Linked DNA regions of Ovis aries: region 2 is linked to region 1. A link is a contact called in public Hi-C data. All regions are on one chromosome and are shown on one strand. Each heading gives the region's core, a stretch centred on a gene start, on an enhancer-like site or on the middle of the called end of the contact. The rest is flanking DNA. Distances are from core to core; before and after follow the strand shown.

Region 1 (2,700 bases), core at 108-2,607:
AGGAGTCAGGAGGCCCAGGTTCCAGCCTGTGCCTGTCATGGGTTCACTGTGGGACCTCAGCTGGTCCCTTCTCATCTGCGGACCCAGTTTCCTCAACAGTGGCCTCCTGGGTGGGAAGTAAAGAATGGGGAGAAAAGGCAATGGGTTAAGGGACCTCAGTGGCCTCCTTCCCGCTTCATGGTTCAGAAATTCCCTTTTACCACAGAGACAAGTGACTCTGCAGTTTGAGAAAATGGACTTTCTTCAGTCCTGGAGCTGATTATCCTGCCCTACTTTTTCTGACTGTTGGCTTTTGCCTTTCACCTCCTTGTGTGGCTCTCACTAACCCAAAGCTTGTAACCTTTCCTTCTTTCTTTTCACATCCTTTGAGAGTAGATTCTAAGAACTCATTGGTAAGATTAATGAATGACCAATGTTTGTGTAAGACCTTTGCAATTTAAAGCTAACTTTACATTGATGACTTTATTTATCCTAAGCTGAATGGAAGATTACAGTGGTGTAGCCCTAACCTAAGACTTGCCCCTCTTGATTGTAATTGCTTGTTTCAGCACTTTCCTTGTGAAGTGAAATCTCTAGGACTGTGGGCACTGCTTCCGCCTGGTTTGCCACTGTTCTCCCAGTGTTGAAACATAATCCCTGTCATAGAGTCCACTCTTAATAAATATATACTGGCCAAATCACCCAGGCCTGTAGCTGATTGAATGTGGAATTTGAGAAAGAAAGAGGAGTCCAGGGTGACTGGAGGATTCATCTCCTAGTGAGCCCACCAGGTCACTCCAGGAAAAGCACAGGTAGGGTAGCGCAGTGGTCAAATGATCCAACTAGGATCATAGTAGCTTCTGGCATGAAGGGCAATGTCCAGGTAATGCTTTCATAAGGGCAGAGGGAAGTCCTTTGGGTGGTTTTTATGGAACCTGATCATTCTGCAGCCTCTAACACCAAATCAGATGGGTCGATGGTATTATGTTGCCAGAAGATCATCTGTGACAATTTAAGCAAGTTAGGAGAATATTTGGCTCAGATCAATCTGAAAAAAAAAAAAAAAAGTTCCATGGAAATTTCAAGAAGAAGAAGAAAAAAAAATGAACCCTACAGAAAACAAATGTTTCTGACCTAGGTCAGACTCTTTAAACAAAACCACATGAATGTTCAGACACATTGGTCAATTAGCTTAAAGGAGCGTTCACCACACCTTCCAAATGCTTTCTTCTTTGGGGAGGGGCTTTAATTAAAAGGCCAGAGGAAGTCTGGCACAGAAGATGACAAATGGGAAGGGATCACCTTAGAGAAGCCATTGGCACAGAAACAGAGAAATCTGGGTTGGCTGGGATGCTCAACATTTATTAAAATTCCCCAAGTGTGAACTCACGCCTGAGTCAGACTGTCAGTGGGCTGCCTGAGGAGGAGAGTGGAGGCCCATAATGAATTCTACAGCCAGAAGCTTTACCACAAACTCCAGTTCCACAACTGAGGCTGAAGCAGGGGCGCTGGAAAACCAAACCTTAGATAGGGAGCCTTAGGAGAGCAGGGTCCCAATGCAGAACTGGACTTGCCTTGGTGGAGTTATCCCAGCTTAGGTGGTCTCAGAAAGGGAGCATGTTTGGGCCTCAGCCAACAGCTAGTCTAAGGGAAATAAAGCTGAAGCTAAAGAAATCATCCAGGCATTGTATGGCTGTACCCTAAACAGGAAGGGAGGCTTGTTGTTGGGGGCTGGGGTAACCCAAAGGAGCTACATGGGCCCTGCTTTGTCCCTCCATCCTATAATTATCTGTGCTCCCCAGAATTCAGTCTTGCCCTGTTTCTCCTCTCATTTACTCCTCTCCAGCTCTAGCCACACTCATGAGATCCAGACTCAAATGGCCACCAGCCCACTGGCCTTCTCTTATGGGATGCCCCAGGGGGCCCGTCAAACCTCTGTTCACTGTCTCAGTGACCTCAGGAAAATTACTTATGCTTACTGAGCTTTTGTTTTCTTTCTTGCAAAATGGGCATCCAAATATCTGCTTTACACAATTCTTTTGAGATTGAATGACTTAATGAATGATACATACTCAATCTGGTTCTTACTCAATATCTCTCCCCTTCCTCCAGGAATATGTAGTCCCCCGTCATGTTCCAATTTGTGTTTTGGCCAATCATTTGGGCTTCTGTACACCCTTCACAGGCAATAACCAAAAGGACTGAACTTAAGGACACTTCTAGAGTTGTGTTCTCTGGTGATCCATGTGGAAAATGGAGCCAGGTATTGAACGACCTTCAAATCCAAGATTCATCAACCCAGACTCATTTTCCTACCTGCCCTGGAGTACTGCTCATCTTAAATCCCCTCTGTGAGCGAATGGCAGAACCATCCATCCAAAACCCCTGAACTGAAAAGCTGGATATTAGCTTCAACTCCTCTCTTCCCAGCAGTCACCAAGTCCAGCTCTATCTCTTAAATAGATCGTCAACCCATCATCTCTCATTACTCCCCACCTAGAATACCTCAGATGCATATAGGGGCTTCCCTGAAGATCCTATGGTAGGTCTACCCAGCTGACAGTGATTCAGAGACTGTGGGTGGCTCTGTTTGCTTCATCTCTTGTTGAACTGCATATGCCCTTCCCCAAGCTTGAACCCTAAAACCAAGCCAACCAAACCAGCTCTTACAGAACTCAAGATCTTAAAGCTTTGCCCTGCTGCTGCTGCTGCTGCTAAGTC
Region 2 (2,732 bases), core at 156-2,655, 170 kb before region 1:
AACTAGCCTCATTTCCTACTGGAGCTGAGATGCTAAATAACCTATCAAGAGCGTTCCACAGATGTTGTACAAAGACATCGTAAGAGAATTTGGCTGATTCCTTGGCAAAATCTAGCTAGCTCATCAACCTAGCCTCCCCAGAATCACACAGTGGACATATTCTTTGCTTTTCCTTAGACAGCAACAGCATCACCATCTCTATTAGCCTTAACCAGGCCATTTTTTGGATGGGAAAAGTCAAGGGTCGAGCCCTCTGACTACCAGTGATTTCCTTCAAAACAGGATTTCTCAAGTGTTACCAGTCACATGGAGAAGAAAAAAAAAAAAAAGTATTCCAGTGAAATTTGCCAATGAAACAAAACTTGTTCATGTGCTTTCCAGACTCCAACCACCACTCTCTTTACCCTCCCCCACACTCCAACCAAATTAAGGACTATTGAGTCAGCACCAAATCCTCCCAACCCCACCCACTGGAGCAGGTATGGGCAGCCTGCCCATGCATCAGCTGTGCACCCTGGGTTCACAGACCTTCACTAGCATCACACAGTTGAATTCAAACAATAGATGCTTATAATTTTATCTAATAGTTTTAAATGTATCATTTCCACTTCCTACTTCCTCCTGGCAGAAATCCTTATACTCAGATTCGAGTCCTAGTTTTGTGGCTAAGGTCCCTATAACACAAAAGCTAGAGACGGAATGGGAAGCAAGATCTAAGAGATCTCCACAGAAGAGACAGGTAAACACACAGTTACACAAACATTAATAATTACTTAGTTATAACTTTACTAAGCTTCAGGTACCAAAAGAGCATATAGCAGAGGGACCAGAGCTAATGCACAAGTCATTATGCCCATTTTAATGGTAAAGCTGAAGCCACAGAACTCATGTGACAGAAACAGCATGGAGCTGCTGTCCAAGAAAGGACTAGAGAGGAAAAGAGAGGAGGGATTGTAAAACACTTGTAACTCATAAAATGTTCTATATTTGAAAAAATGACAACTGTCATTCTTGTATTCTGGTATACTATGCTTAAGATTCTATCAAAAAAAATTTTTAATAACCTATACCAGAGTTTTCATATTTACTTCCTTTTTCTAGGCTTCTGGGGCCTGGGGTGGGGTGGGGTATTGGGACAGAGTATTTCAAGGCAGATGTCTAGTCTAACATTCTAGCATCCACCAAATAGAACTCTTCCTGTATCAGCTCTCATAACTTGGGCAAATTACTCAGCTTCTCAAACTGTTCACCTGGTCTGAAAGAAGTGGATGATAATATCTACCACACAAAGTGACTGTCAGCATTAAGTGAACAGCATATATACAGCCTCACACATACTAAGTGTTTATAAGTGAGAGTGCTCCTTTGCTTCCCTTCCCTCCCCTTCCTTTCTCTCTGGAGAGGTCTTCATTGCACAAGAAGATGAATCAGCATCCTAGAAGCCTAGCAGGAAGTTGCTGTCAGAGGCATGCCCTACCCTTGTCAATATGTGGCTTTGGTCTTGGCTCCAGGAACTTAAAATTTAAAAAGAAATTTATATGGCATAACCCTCACTCCTAATTTCCCACTTGCTGTTCATGACTTACCAATTGCGTGAAGGACAATAGTGGTTCTGAGGGGAAGGATGCATGTGTGTGTGTGTGTGTGTGTGTGTGTGTGTGTGTGTGTGTGTGATGGGGGAGAATGTAGAATAGGAAATTTCCATGGTCTTTATTTACAGTTCTGGGAGCTTGTGAATAGCTTAATAAGAAAATTATTCCTCCTTTTTCTTTCAGTATTGAGCAGTGATGCATTTGCACTTCTTAAACAGAAAACCTCGCGGACAGCATTGGAGATAGAACTTGACTGTTGCATTCCAGAGACTTGGAGAGCCCAAGTCTACAGAACTGCTACCTGGCCCAAGACCTTCACATGCCAAATTGGCTGTAGAACTTACATCAGGAGAAGCTTCATTTCCCCTGAGGAGCTGGCACGCTTCTGTGTGATGGAAAGAAAGACATTCCAACCCCTATACTGTGTCCAACTTTGTGCTAGGCCCTAGGCAGCTGGAGATAGAGTGAAAAAGACATAACCCTTGAAGTGCATAGGTGACCCTCTGCAGTCTAGACATAGCAAGTTGAGATGGTAAGAAAATTGCCGAACAAGAAACAAACCCACTCCCAAGAAGTAACATTTATTATTAAGTAGCTAAAATGTGTTAGGTGTTTTGACAGCATCAAACCTTCCCTTTTGTTGTGTGCTTGACCCTCACAATGATCCTGAGGGATACAGATTTCTAGCTAGATGATCAGAGCCAAGGTACTTAAACCTGTAGGCATTTGAGGTCCCTGGAGCCCAGAGACAAAAATGGCAAAGCTGGAATTCAAGCTCAGATCTGACTCCAGAGCTCTTTCTTGTCTACCTTGTCATACAGCCCCCAAAGAGCATAAGCAAGTGAGAAAATGGGCAGGGTCCTCCACTGAAATAGGCAGAGAAGCATGCAACTGGTTTAGAAAGACTTCTACCCAAAATGATTACATAAAAATTTTGCATATGAAAGGGTTATTGGAAAATTGACTTAAGTGACACAGCTCATTTCCTGATGAAGCCAGATTAATGGGACATGACCGAACCGAATTCCTCAAGAAGTAAATGACTCACCTCTTCTCCTGCTGGGCTGCCTGGAGCTTTCCTTGTAGTTGGCCTTCTGCCCTTTCTGAAAACCCAGCTGCTAGGATGGGAAACTCAACCGG

What was found. Hi-C and Micro-C count contacts between places; a contact is called where the count stands out from the background.
Region 2: a contact with region 1 is called in a Hi-C map of skin fibroblasts, with 2.5 times the contacts expected there. The contact joins two enhancer-like sites. A contact is called at or near these places in 2 of 16 Hi-C or Micro-C datasets (skin fibroblasts and tail adipose tissue).

Annotation. Positions count from the first base shown.
Region 1 is chr1:29,662,143-29,664,842 of ARS-UI_Ramb_v3.0, reverse strand. No RefSeq gene overlaps it. Among named protein-coding and RNA genes, the nearest start is that of USP24, 74 kb to the right of the region's middle. Within about 2 kb of position 1,357, at least 3 of the 54 cell types and tissues checked have an H3K27ac peak or open chromatin away from gene starts, as enhancers often do.
Region 2 is chr1:29,827,669-29,830,400 of ARS-UI_Ramb_v3.0, reverse strand. No RefSeq gene overlaps it. Among named protein-coding and RNA genes, the nearest start is that of TRNAW-CCA, 28 kb to the left of the region's middle. Within about 2 kb of position 1,405, at least 14 of the 54 cell types and tissues checked have an H3K27ac peak or open chromatin away from gene starts, as enhancers often do.